Regions from separate parts of the Mus musculus genome. Here regions 1, 2 and 3 are each linked to region 4. A link is a contact called in public HiChIP or PLAC-seq data. All regions are on one chromosome and are shown on one strand. Each heading gives the region's core, a stretch centred on a gene start, on an enhancer-like site or on the middle of the called end of the contact. The rest is flanking DNA. Distances are from core to core; before and after follow the strand shown. Region 1 overlaps Gm5086 (predicted gene 5086). Region 2 has its middle 7.7 kb from the start of Gm41029. Region 3 overlaps Gm34087 (a long non-coding RNA gene). Region 4 holds the start of Hexb (hexosaminidase B).

Region 1 (2,772 bases), core at 33-2,532, 370 kb before region 4:
GCCAAGCTTCAGTGTCCACACAAGTTACCTGGGACCACGTTAAGATATAGATCCATTTACCGAAATCTTAGTTGGATCTACATGACTTCAGGCCAGGCTGCTCTACTGGTCCCTGATCTCCATGTAGAATCGTTGGATTCTAGGGGCCTTCTGTGGAAATAAGCCCATGTTTATGCTACTGGGTTCTGTCCAAAGACCAGATGGATACCACTCTCTCTTCCTCATCCAACCTCTCTCCTGTATCCCTCCTCTTTTTCTCTTTCAAGTAAACTCACACAGTTAGATCCTGGAGGCTACCCAAACTTTGGCCCATCAGGTCCAGAAGTTTCTATATAGTTCCTGCATCACCCCTACAGATGTCCTGTTCCTATAGCCCTGCCTTCCCTGGCAGGACTGATCATTTCTTCCCACTCTGGCTAAGCAGTCTAGTCATCTCTTTGTCCAGTTCCGGCTCATCATTAGAGCCCCTCATCTTTATAAGTGTCACCATTCCAGAAGTTGACACTCTTAATACAAGACTGCTGTCCCTCTATTGGGATTCAGTGACCAGTTCGTGGGAAAAATATTCTCCCAGCTAGGAAAATACCCTTCCAAGCAATATCACCCACACAAATCTTGTCTATGTTTCTGATTCTCTCTTCTGTGAGACAGATTCTTAGAATTCCAACTAACTAGAAGAAAAGCTCTGAAAGCATTGGGCTCACAATTAGAATCACCTCCCATCCCTCTTTAATGGAGCCACACTCACTAATGCTAGGCTCTTGTGGCAGATTTTGATGGACTTAGGAATATAAAGATACTTCCTGTTCACCCACAGTTCCCAAGCAAGCTCTCCCATGAAGGTTAAAATCCACCCCCACTCTACTTTGTGATCACAGATGAGAAAATACAAAGGCTTCTAACACCTGCTGTAGGAAATAAGCCATTACTAGGATATAGAAAGTTTCTAACTCTGGGATTTTCCTCTACTTACAGACCTCTCACTGAGGGGCTGGAGAGATGGCTCAGCAGTTAAGAGCACTGGCTGATCTTCCAGAGGTCCTGAGTTCAAGTCCCAGGAACCACATAGTGGCTTACTACCATCTGTAATGGGATCTGATGCCCTCTCCTGTTGTGTCTGAAGACAGCTACAGTGTACTCATATAAATAAATAAAATAAATAAATCTTAAAAACAAAACAAAACAAAAAAAGCCTTCTCTCCGAATCAGCCTAATGATAGGAAACTTGGGTTCTGGTGTGTGAAGACAGTGTGGTCACAGAAAGGTCAGAGGCTGTGAAAAGGGGAAGATTCTGAAGCAGGAGTCTTATTGCTCAAGACTCAGCTCTCTGTGCCATGGTCTGAGGTGCCAAAGGTATCATTCTGTGATGAACAAAAACAAGAGTGGCTGACAGGGCCCAACACCCACTTAATCCGCCATGTAATTCTGCCTCTTTAAATCAGGTGACAGTTAAAGTGTCTGCAGGTTTCTTACTCAAAAACTCTACCTCGACTTCCCCTAGCTATTCCAAATCCAGTTTGTTGGGGATTACTGTGCCAACTAGCCAATCCGGGAATTTCCCAGAGTCTTGGAGAATTGTCCCATGCAGAACTACTACTGCCTGTGTTACTCATTATAAAGCCTGGTACGTGAGTGAACCAGCCCTGTCCAGTCTTAATAAATACTTGTGCTTCATCCGAAGTAAATTGTTCCAAGAAGCATGCACAAAAGAATGATTAATAAAATTCAGGGAATCAGCATAGCACTGGGGGCCTCACAATTTACAGTCTCTTCAGAGAAGGGAACACAGTGAGGCTGGCGAGGGAGTCATCTCCCTCAGAGGTGGCCTATAGGTCCCTCCAGTCCTTATCTTGACACCCACCTGTCCTGTCTTGGCCTACAGTGGGTGATGTTTTCTGGTTTAAAAGACGGGAGGAAAAAGACTGAGGTTGAGCTTTCTGCAGAGTTGGGCTAGCGTCTGCTACAGCCCACAACAGGGCTACCGCTGGCTCCAGGACATATGCCAGTGTTGGTTTAGTTTGTTTGCTTGTTTGTTTTGGCTTTTGTTTGTGTGTGGGGGGGAGTATAAGTGGTTCTTAGGAGGCCTGGCACTGCATGCATGTGATACCCTCCCTCCAGACAAGCCGTGTCCATTCACAAGCGCCTATCGTATCTCTCCTCCCTTCTATTCCCGTTTACCAAGTTTACCAAGTTTAACAGTTTACCAAGGTTGTTGTAGGTTGGTACCCTGACATGCTTAGCTAACTGCCATACTACCATCCTACCTCTGTGAGGTGTCCTTTCATTAGAGTCACCAAGTTAACCCCATCTGGGATCAGTTGTAACCTGCCCGGCCGGCCCCTGACTCATACACTCGCTAAACCTTGACCCCCTCCCTTGTAAAACAGCGATGACAGGTAAAGCTTCATAGCAAAACACCAAGGGCTTGTGATGCAGAAGGTAGCTCAGATATGCACATAGGATGCTTCCTGGCTGTGCAAAGGGACCTGCGTTCCTGTTGCTGCTTTATTAACATTAATGGTCAGCAATGGAGGGGTTAACAGTCTAGGTCTGTTTGTTTATAAAAATTCATGTGTTTCCCACCAGCCTGAACTTAATTCTTTAGGGGGAAAGAAAAAAAAATATCAGACATTTCCCAGCCCATCTTGGAAATATCATATTTAGACTGTCACATGAATTAAATCATCCCTTAAGCAAGGCTCCAGCTCAACAGATTTGTCAGTGAAGTGGGAGCTCGCCAGGAGAACAAAGTGTACTGTTGCCTTTCAGCAT
Region 2 (2,700 bases), core at 134-2,633, 350 kb before region 4:
AAAGATCAACTTTGGATACCCTCCCTCACATGGTCTCCACTATTTGATACAGGGTTTCTCATTAGCCTGGAGTCCCCATGTCATCTAGACCTCATGGCCATTGAGCCCCTAGGAAATCTGTCTGCTCTATTGACCCCGGTACAGGAATCACAAGTATGCACTACCATGTAGCTCTTTAACATGGGTACTAAGAGTCAAACTCAGATATTCAAGCGTGTACCCTACTGACTGAGCGGCTGTCCCAGCCCACCTCCTTTTTTGTTTTGCTTTGACTCCTATTCACAGAAAAGAAAAGCCTGACGCCAGAATAGGGTGATGCTGGTGGGGTACTGGAAGAGGACCCAGATGAGGACTCATGAGTCCTGATGCATACCCAAACTTGATGTTAGCACCTATACAAAAAACAAGGCAGGAAAAGTCTATTATTAAAAGGGCTACTGGGCATGAGGCCATGGGTCAGTCTCCAAGCAAGCCTCTGCTGTTTATCATCCCAGGCCACGAATTAGAAAGTGTGATAAAACCCTTTGTTACCAGGCAGAGAGGCTAGGCAAGGACGGAAATAATCAGTTGCCATCTGGGCCTGTCATGACCTAGGGACTTTGATCCCAATCAGTGTGTTTTCTACAGCTTGTGGTGTCTCCACATAGTAAGGCTCACAAAGATTATGAACTCACCGGTGTTCGTCTCTATTTCATATAAAAGCACAACACAATTCAGTAGCTAACCCCCACTCCCCAGTCCCAGTCAGTTGCTTTGCTTTTGTCTTTTAGACAGTGTCTCGAGATCTAACGGTGGCTGGCATGGGATTCATTATCTAAACTGAAACTCAGGGAGACCGAGCTGCCTCTGCCTCCTGAGTTCTGGGATTAAAGGTGTGTTTCACCACACCCAGACCAACATCGGCCACCCCACCCCACCCTCCCTAGCACCAATCTCACAAGTGCATGGATTTCAAACACTGCCACCACACTTGGTTTTCTTCCTATTTCAAAACAGCGTTTGGGTCAAGCATAGATGAATCAAATCAAAGAAAGAATAATAGTTTCAGGCTAGTTACTCCATGTCCCCAAATGAACAACTAATATTGCTACTGTCTGCAAAAACATGATCTAAACAAATAACAACAGTTTTTTAAAATCCCCACGGTTATCCAGTATGCACACAGAACACATTAGTTTCTGGCAATATCTCCAGGAATTAATTGAGTATAAAATACCATGCAGAAATGGGGGTACTCTAGTGGAAATGAAGAAGGGTAATGGTTTTACAGAATACAGAGTCAAGCCTTACATCTCATGCCCTTCCCTTGGTTCCCTCCCTCCCATGCCTCCTCCTTCCACAGAGACAGCAGGGCACAAGGAGGAAGTTGCCAAGATTTTTAAACAGAGAGCATGATTTACAGATGAATCACGGCCATGTGGCCTACTGCTCTGTCAGAACTCAGGAGGGAGTCGCTCTCGGGTGGTAATGGCCTCATTACGAATGTTATGGAGGCGGCAGTGCGTCTTCTCTGAAAGATAAAGCAGTATTACCCACACTTCACAGGGCAAATTAAATTCCTTTGAGTTATTTACCAACTTGAAGTCGGTGTTGTTCTCTATGAGCAGAAGTTTCAAAGGAAGATTATGCTAATACCTCAACAGAGTGGCTCTCTCGTCTAGCAGGGTGTCTCCTAATAAGATGCCCATCTGCTGCCATACCTTCTGCTTGGCTGGCCGGTTGATCTGATGGCCTTTGGTTTTGTGTGCTCTCTTTGGGAAGAAGAAAGCATTATTGTCAGCTTTAGACCTACCAAACTGTACAAAATCTTGGAATTTCTGGCCCAGATCTTATTAACTGAGTACCTACTATGTGCCTGGCTCTATCTTTAGTCAATCTATATATGATAACCTCATTTGAAGCCAAAAACCATCTCATGAGGTAGAAATAGTCCACACTATATAAGCAGCTATACCACAAAATGAGAATTCCTACCCAGGTCAAGTGATAGTAAATGATAAAAAAATGTGAGCCAGATGTGGTACTGCAGACCCATAATCCCAGTACCCAAAAGGCTGAGGCAAGAGGATAGTAAGACCAATCTGAGCTATAAATCAAGAGTTCATCCAGTGGAATGGGTGAGATGCAGGGGAAAGAAAAGGGGAGACTATGAACCCAGCTTTCCTCAATAGCGTCAGAACCAGGAAGGAGCAGCCATACCGTCTGTGATCTGTAGCCACATAAACTTGTCTTCAAATATGCAAAGTGTGAAGCCAGCATCTGCTCAGGATGCTCACAGAGCCGTTGTTGTCCTTCCCATCACTGCTCCTCTCAGAAGCCTCCTTTCCTTCTCCGCACATGACAAAACCTACAACTGAACATCAGGTCATATACAATGGCCAGTAGTCAAGGTCCAGTTGGCCTTCTGTATCTGCAGATTCAACCAGCAGTGGATCAAAAATGCACAGAAAAAAAAAATGGCTTGTGCTGGCCGTGTTCAGACTCTATTATTCCCTAAGTTATGCAGCAGTTATTTACATAACCTTTATGTTGTACTTGGTTTTATATGTAATCTAGATGTGATTTACAGTGTGTGAGAGGGAATATATGGATGATATGCAAATGCTAGATCATATACTCACCTAAAGCACCTGAGCGTTTTGGTATCTGCAGGGGTCCTAGAACCAATCCTAAACCCATTACTAAAGAATGACTGCTGTC
Region 3 (2,742 bases), core at 75-2,574, 400 kb before region 4:
AACTCTATTGTATACTAAACCCATTATATGACTGGTACGATGCTTCAGCATGGGCCCACTGAGTTACCTCCTCCCACGGCACCATACTGTGCCCTACAGAACATATTCTTGGTTTTATAAAACACATCAATACCCATCAATTATCTCTTTCTTTTTTTCAGATGTGGTGAGATAATACAAATGGATGGATAGCATGATTCTTCAGTCCTCATGTGTAAATAAATTCTAGTATAGCTGCCACTGTTGTGCAGATTGGGACTGGGCACGATCAGCGTTATGATGGGAGTAAACACAAAAAAGGTGAAACCCCTTCCCGTGCTCTGTTCTTCCATCTCCAGCCCCAAAGGGTCATGGAGTCTGCCTCCGTCCAGCTGAATGGCAGCATCCTTCCATGGGTAAGGGCTTCCTGGAACATTTGCTGACCCTCTGGGACATGTCTGACCCTCTGCTCCCTGCTCAGGACTTTGGGGACAGAACACATGTGTCTATTTCTTTCTTGATTCTGCGTCTATTTTTAGAGTCCTAGATAACTACCAAAGTGCAGTTTTGTGCCTCCCTCCCTCCTATCACCTGCTCTTGTGTTTTGTGGCACAAAGGATGCACTATAGGCTCAAGCAAGCTCCACCCCCACCCCTGAGGACAGAAGGCATAGGGAAACACGTCAAAGCACAACAAGTGACCATGGCTGCACCTTACTTGAAGGGAGTTCCCAAGGAGAATCATTTGCCCAGCCAAGGACTCTCTGGACTCACCAGAACACTTTTTATTTAGCGCAGTGAGACCAGGTACCGGTATCCTTCAAAAGCTCCTTAGACATTCTGAAATTCAGAAAGACCCAAAAGAATCAAATGAGCACCCACTTTCTGGAACTCCAGGCTTGCCTCATTGCAGGACTAAGACCAGGAATCCAGCTGAGTCTGACTTGCAGCCACAAGGGACTTTTCCCAGTGTGATGCCCTTAGTTAAGGAGGTGGGGCAGAGGGGTTGAAGGGGAGGGTATCAGGACCACAACAAATGGAGAAAGGAGAGAATTTCTTTGGTAATAAGGCTGGCCCCACCATTCTCGGGCTCCCAAGTGACCTGGACCTTCAGGGGTGCCTATAAATCAGATTGTATAAGCCAGGGCTTGCTTGTGTGTTATACATTACCATAATTTTTTTTTATTTTAGTAAAAAAAACTCTGGCTTTTTTTTTTCAAGTCACAGGACTCCAGCCCTCCTGGCAGGTCCTAAGTGAAACAAATTACTTCTAGAGAGTAAGCTCTATACCCTGGCCTCCTCCCTCATTGAACCCGCAGCTGCCTCTTTGTAAGCCTAAGACTATTGTAAGCTATTGCCCTAGGGGCAACCAAGGGGCTGTGTCTCCCTGCAGGTGTGCCAGGAAGACAGCGGGAGTCTGTAGGAAGCAGAGGTTGGTTGGACCTAGAAGCTGATTCAAGCTACATTATTACAAAAAGTTATTAAGCGATATTCAGTTACAGGATCCTGGGCTAAACAAAGAATGAGGCCCGGGGCAGCCAAAAACCATATGGACCTGGAGGTTGCACACACCTGCATGGGAGCGGGCAGGCCCAGTTAGAAGCCGTCATCAATTCTAGGAAAGCCATAAAGTTTGGACTTGCTTCATGGCACTTTCTAATTAACTGTGTGGTGAGTTTTCTCCACTTTCCTATAAAAGCCGGTGCCCCTCCTCCACCCCTCTCTCTACCTTGTCTCTCTCCCTCATGTCCCAAGACACCTGGGGAAAAGTTTCCCAGGGAAGCTCTCCAGTGGGCCTCAGACCATGGAAGACACTCTAAGCAGGAAGATGGCACTCGTTCTTGTGTGGAGAGAAAAAAAAGAATAGAACAGGCTCTTTGAAAGGCTCTCAAGAGAATCATCCAAAACAAGGAGCCAGCACGGCCTCCCTTAAAGAAGAGGGAGAAGCTACAAGTCACTTGAGCTGATGAAGGGAAGAACATTGGTTTAGCCAATTCTACTTACCCAACAGACTGGATAAACAGAAAGGAGAAAGATGAGTCTTAATTCTGCGGTGATATGCAAGAAGATATAGCATCTAGTGTTTAGGTTCTTTGCAAAGCAGATGCCTTGGTGGATGTCTGCTATAATTTTCATACTGGTAAATCCGTGTGCTCGTGTGACTCTGAGCACCCTACGGTGGCAAAATCCCAAGGCAGCTTAGTCTCCAGGGCTTTCTGGAGAATTGTGTTGATGCATTTAGAACATCTGCATAATGCACACTTACACTATGGACCACGAAGTCACATTCAGAAGGCAGAACTCATCTCTCACCATTGCTCATCTGCAAAAAGAGGAGGAAAAATGCAAAGTATTTCTGATGAGGCAGAGGTTTCCCTTGGCCTCTTACCTGGCTGGGCTGACGATTTCTCCATCTGGTGCTGACAGCAACTTTGGCTGGTGCTGAGGTGGGGCCTGGCCCGGCTTGCTCCCTTTGACCTCCACAGTGCAAATCTCTTGAAACGATAAAGGAGCCGAGTGTGAGGCAAGGCCTCGAGCCTGGGCGGATGAATGTGCCCTACAGCTTCTCGGAGCACAGCAGGGAGATGTCTGAACAAAGCATGGAGACCTGCACTGAGGCCCTGGTGGGCTGTTCCAAGACTGCACTCCAGGATCCACCTAGACCTAGCCATTTGGTCCTGGCTATTGAAACAGAAAGGCCTATTGCTCCAGGCCATGCTGTGCTTTTGCAAAAGAGTTGCCTTGTGAGAACTCAGAATATTAC
Region 4 (2,700 bases), core at 182-2,681:
GTGGTTATACTAGATATAATTCGGGTTATATTTCTGTGCTCTTGTAGGATACAACCCAATTTTTGAACTACTTAGCAGTCTTCTTTTTTTTTAAAAAAATTTTTTTTTCCTGTGTGTGTATTAGTCAGGGTTCTTTAGAGTCACAGAACTTATAGAATGTCTCCAAATATTAAGGGAATTTACTGTGATGACTTACAGCCTGTAGTCCAACTAACCCAACAATGGTCAGCTGTGAATAGGAAGTCCAAGAGTCTAGTAGCTGCTCAGGCCCACGAGGCTCATTGTTTCAGCTGGTCTTCTGCAGAAGTAGGTTCTAACAGATGTGTTGGCAACTAAGTGCAAGCAGGCGAAGAATGAATCCTCCTTCTTCCAAAGTCCTTATGTAGGCCTCAGCAGAAGGTGTGGCCCAGATTATAAGGTAAATACCAACAGGCTTGGATCTGGGACTTGCTTTGTTCCAGGCTGACCTTGAACTCAAAGCTCTCCTTGCCTCATTCTCCTGGGATTAAAGGTGTGTCCTACCTAGCCTGGGCCTAAGCTTTTCATGGCCACTATGTCTCAAGATCTCTGTGTCAAGATCTAGGTCAGAATCTTGTGTCTCCCAGCCTCAAGATCTGGATCACAGGTGAGCCCTCTAATTCTAGATTGTAGTTCATTCCAGATATAGACAAGATGACAACCGGGAATAGCCCCCACAATGTGTATGGGTGTTTTATCTGTATGTACATCTGTGTACCACATGCGTGCCTGGTAACCTCAGAGGCCAGAAGGGTGAAGTATTCCCTGGGACTGGAGTTATTGGCAGTTGTGAGCCACCAAGTGGGTGCTGGAAATTGACCCCCCCCCCCGGTTCTTTTTGAGAACAGAGTTCTTAACTGCTGAGCCATCTCTCCAGCAATCTTCTAGCATCTATTTACTTACTAAGTTGCCTTCCTGTGATTAGACATACTGTAATCTCTGATTACACATATGCACGTTCGCCCTAGCTAATCGTTATAAAGGTCCTTGGAAAACTATACATCGACATTAATCTCCACTACAGAAATATTCTCTTTGTATCACTTTAATATTTATGTAGTCCATCGCGTCTATCCCAAGTTTTAAATGCTCCCCCTATCTATTTTTTTTTCCATGCATAAATTTTAACCTCCCATTACTTCCAAAGTCAACTCCTGGGAATTCTGACTCGGGAGGTTTTATCAATCAGAGTCCACCACCGTCAGATTTAGTGACAAAAACACTACCTGAAGAGTGGAGGAAGAGACAGGTCTTGCCTGTCAGTGGGCTGCACAAACAAGTTCCTCAGGCGTGACAGGCGTGAGCCACACCCCAGCATCCCGGCTAGAGCGCGACCGCCTCTGCACCGAGCCTGCCCCCAATTTCCGGGCCAATCCCCTCTCGGAGGCGGAGCCCGGGCGGGGAGCTCGGTCATCTGACTTGGTGACCCGGGCACGGATGCTTTCTTCCCAGCGACCCAGACTGGAAGGTTGGTCCAAAGACTGCCTAGCCAGACTCGCGGAGCAGTCATGCCGCAGTCCCCGCGTAGCGCCCCCGGGCTGCTGCTGCTGCAGGCGCTGGTGTCGCTAGTGTCGCTGGCCCTAGTGGCCCCGGCCCGACTGCAACCTGCGCTATGGCCCTTCCCGCGCTCGGTGCAGATGTTCCCGCGGCTGTTGTACATCTCCGCGGAGGACTTCAGCATCGACCACAGTCCCAATTCCACAGCGGGCCCTTCCTGCTCGCTGCTACAGGAGGCGTTTCGGCGGTGAGCAGCCCCACCCAGCGGGGAGGGGACCTTGGGCACAGAGAAGGATCGCCGGGCTACTTGGGTCTCACAGGACTGGAAGACAGCATGACTAGCCAGTCTAACTTAGGTCCAAACTTTGCAGACTGAAGCCCAAGACTTGACCTGTTCATGCTTCTTCTTTCGCGCCCTAGGTGCTCAGGGACCCTACTTAGGATGGGTTCCGAATAACAACGGCCGGGCGTGGTGGCGCACGCCTTTAATCCCAGCACTCGGGAGGCAGAGGCAGGTGGATTTCTGAGTTCGAGGCCAACCTGGTCTACAGAGTGAGTTCCAGGACAGCCAGGGCTATACAGAGAAACCCTGTCTCCAAAAACCAAAACAAAACAGAATAACAATGGAACCCGTGACTCTGCTGGAGTCAGTTTGTTGGGCCTCAGATGGGCAGTTGAGATGACTCCAAAGATAGGGAGGGAACAAGGTCCTAGCCTGCAGAGTGAACCTCCTCTGAGTGCATCCTTAGATACGGATCTTTTAAGGGCCCTAGGTATCCCCAGTGTCGCTTTCAGCTCCGTATGTGGCAACAATTCAGATATCTTTAGTCTCTTCAGTTTTTTTTTCGTTAAGTGTATATGACTGCATGAATTTATGTGTACCGCATGTGTGGAGATACCTGCAGATGCCCAGGGCATGAAATTTTGGAGTGAGCCCCTAATGCGGGTGCTGAGAGCCGAACCTGGGTCCTCTGTAAGAGAGTAAGAGTTCTAAACCTCTGAGCTCTGGGGTGGTAGTCAGGGGAATGGGGGAAACCTTAAGTTGAAACTTTATAGGAGACCTCCCCCTTCCGAGCTATGTTCCATACCTAATAATGTTAGGTATTCAAATGTTAGTCTTTCCAAATGGCCTTTCAAGTGGCTCTTAAGTAACATCTGCTTTTCTTCTTGTTTTCCCAACACTTG

Evidence for each region. HiChIP or PLAC-seq counts read pairs in DNA pulled down with a chosen protein or histone mark.
Region 1: a contact with region 4 is called in an H3K27ac HiChIP or PLAC-seq map of microglia, with 7 times the contacts expected there. The contact joins the enhancer-like site here to the promoter of Hexb in region 4. A contact is called at or near these places in 5 of 115 datasets of contacts at active chromatin or transcription factors (bone marrow-derived macrophages, embryonic stem cells and microglia) and 4 of 9 other capture datasets (adipose tissue, embryonic stem cells, liver and 1 more).
Region 2: a contact with region 4 is called in an H3K4me3 HiChIP or PLAC-seq map of bone marrow-derived macrophages, with 3 times the contacts expected there. The contact joins the enhancer-like site here to the promoter of Hexb in region 4. A contact is called at or near these places in 5 of 115 datasets of contacts at active chromatin or transcription factors (bone marrow-derived macrophages, embryonic stem cells, kidney and 1 more) and 3 of 9 other capture datasets (adipose tissue, liver and macrophages).
Region 3: an H3K27ac HiChIP or PLAC-seq map of embryonic stem cells shows a contact between it and region 4, with 6 read pairs. The contact joins the enhancer-like site here to the promoter of Hexb in region 4. A contact is called at or near these places in 8 of 115 datasets of contacts at active chromatin or transcription factors (embryonic stem cells, kidney, microglia and 1 more) and 3 of 9 other capture datasets (embryonic stem cells, liver and macrophages).

Annotation. Positions count from the first base shown.
Region 1 is chr13:97,566,356-97,569,127 of GRCm38.p6, reverse strand. All of the region lies in intron 2 of Gm5086 (predicted gene 5086), which reads right to left. Among named protein-coding and RNA genes, the nearest start is that of Gm5086, 7.7 kb to the right of the region's middle. Within about 2 kb of position 1,282, at least 21 of the 459 cell types and tissues checked have an H3K27ac peak or open chromatin away from gene starts, as enhancers often do. A contact at or near this core is called in adipose tissue, bone marrow-derived macrophages and microglia, where this site is marked.
Region 2 is chr13:97,545,019-97,547,718 of GRCm38.p6, reverse strand. No RefSeq gene overlaps it. Among named protein-coding and RNA genes, the nearest start is that of Gm41029, 7.7 kb to the right of the region's middle. Within about 2 kb of position 1,383, at least 102 of the 459 cell types and tissues checked have an H3K27ac peak or open chromatin away from gene starts, as enhancers often do. A contact at or near this core is called in adipose tissue, bone marrow-derived macrophages, liver and 2 more, where this site is marked.
Region 3 is chr13:97,600,108-97,602,849 of GRCm38.p6, reverse strand. Gm34087 (a long non-coding RNA gene) reads left to right here. Exons shown (of 5, transcript XR_873831.2): 5 at 162-240. Among named protein-coding and RNA genes, the nearest start is that of Gm34087, 21 kb to the left of the region's middle. Within about 2 kb of position 1,324, at least 9 of the 459 cell types and tissues checked have an H3K27ac peak or open chromatin away from gene starts, as enhancers often do. A contact at or near this core is called in embryonic stem cells, where this site is marked.
Region 4 is chr13:97,197,088-97,199,787 of GRCm38.p6, reverse strand. It overlaps Hexb (hexosaminidase B), which reads left to right and starts at 1,431. Exons shown (of 14, transcript NM_010422.2): 1 at 1,431-1,762. The coding sequence starts at 1,527.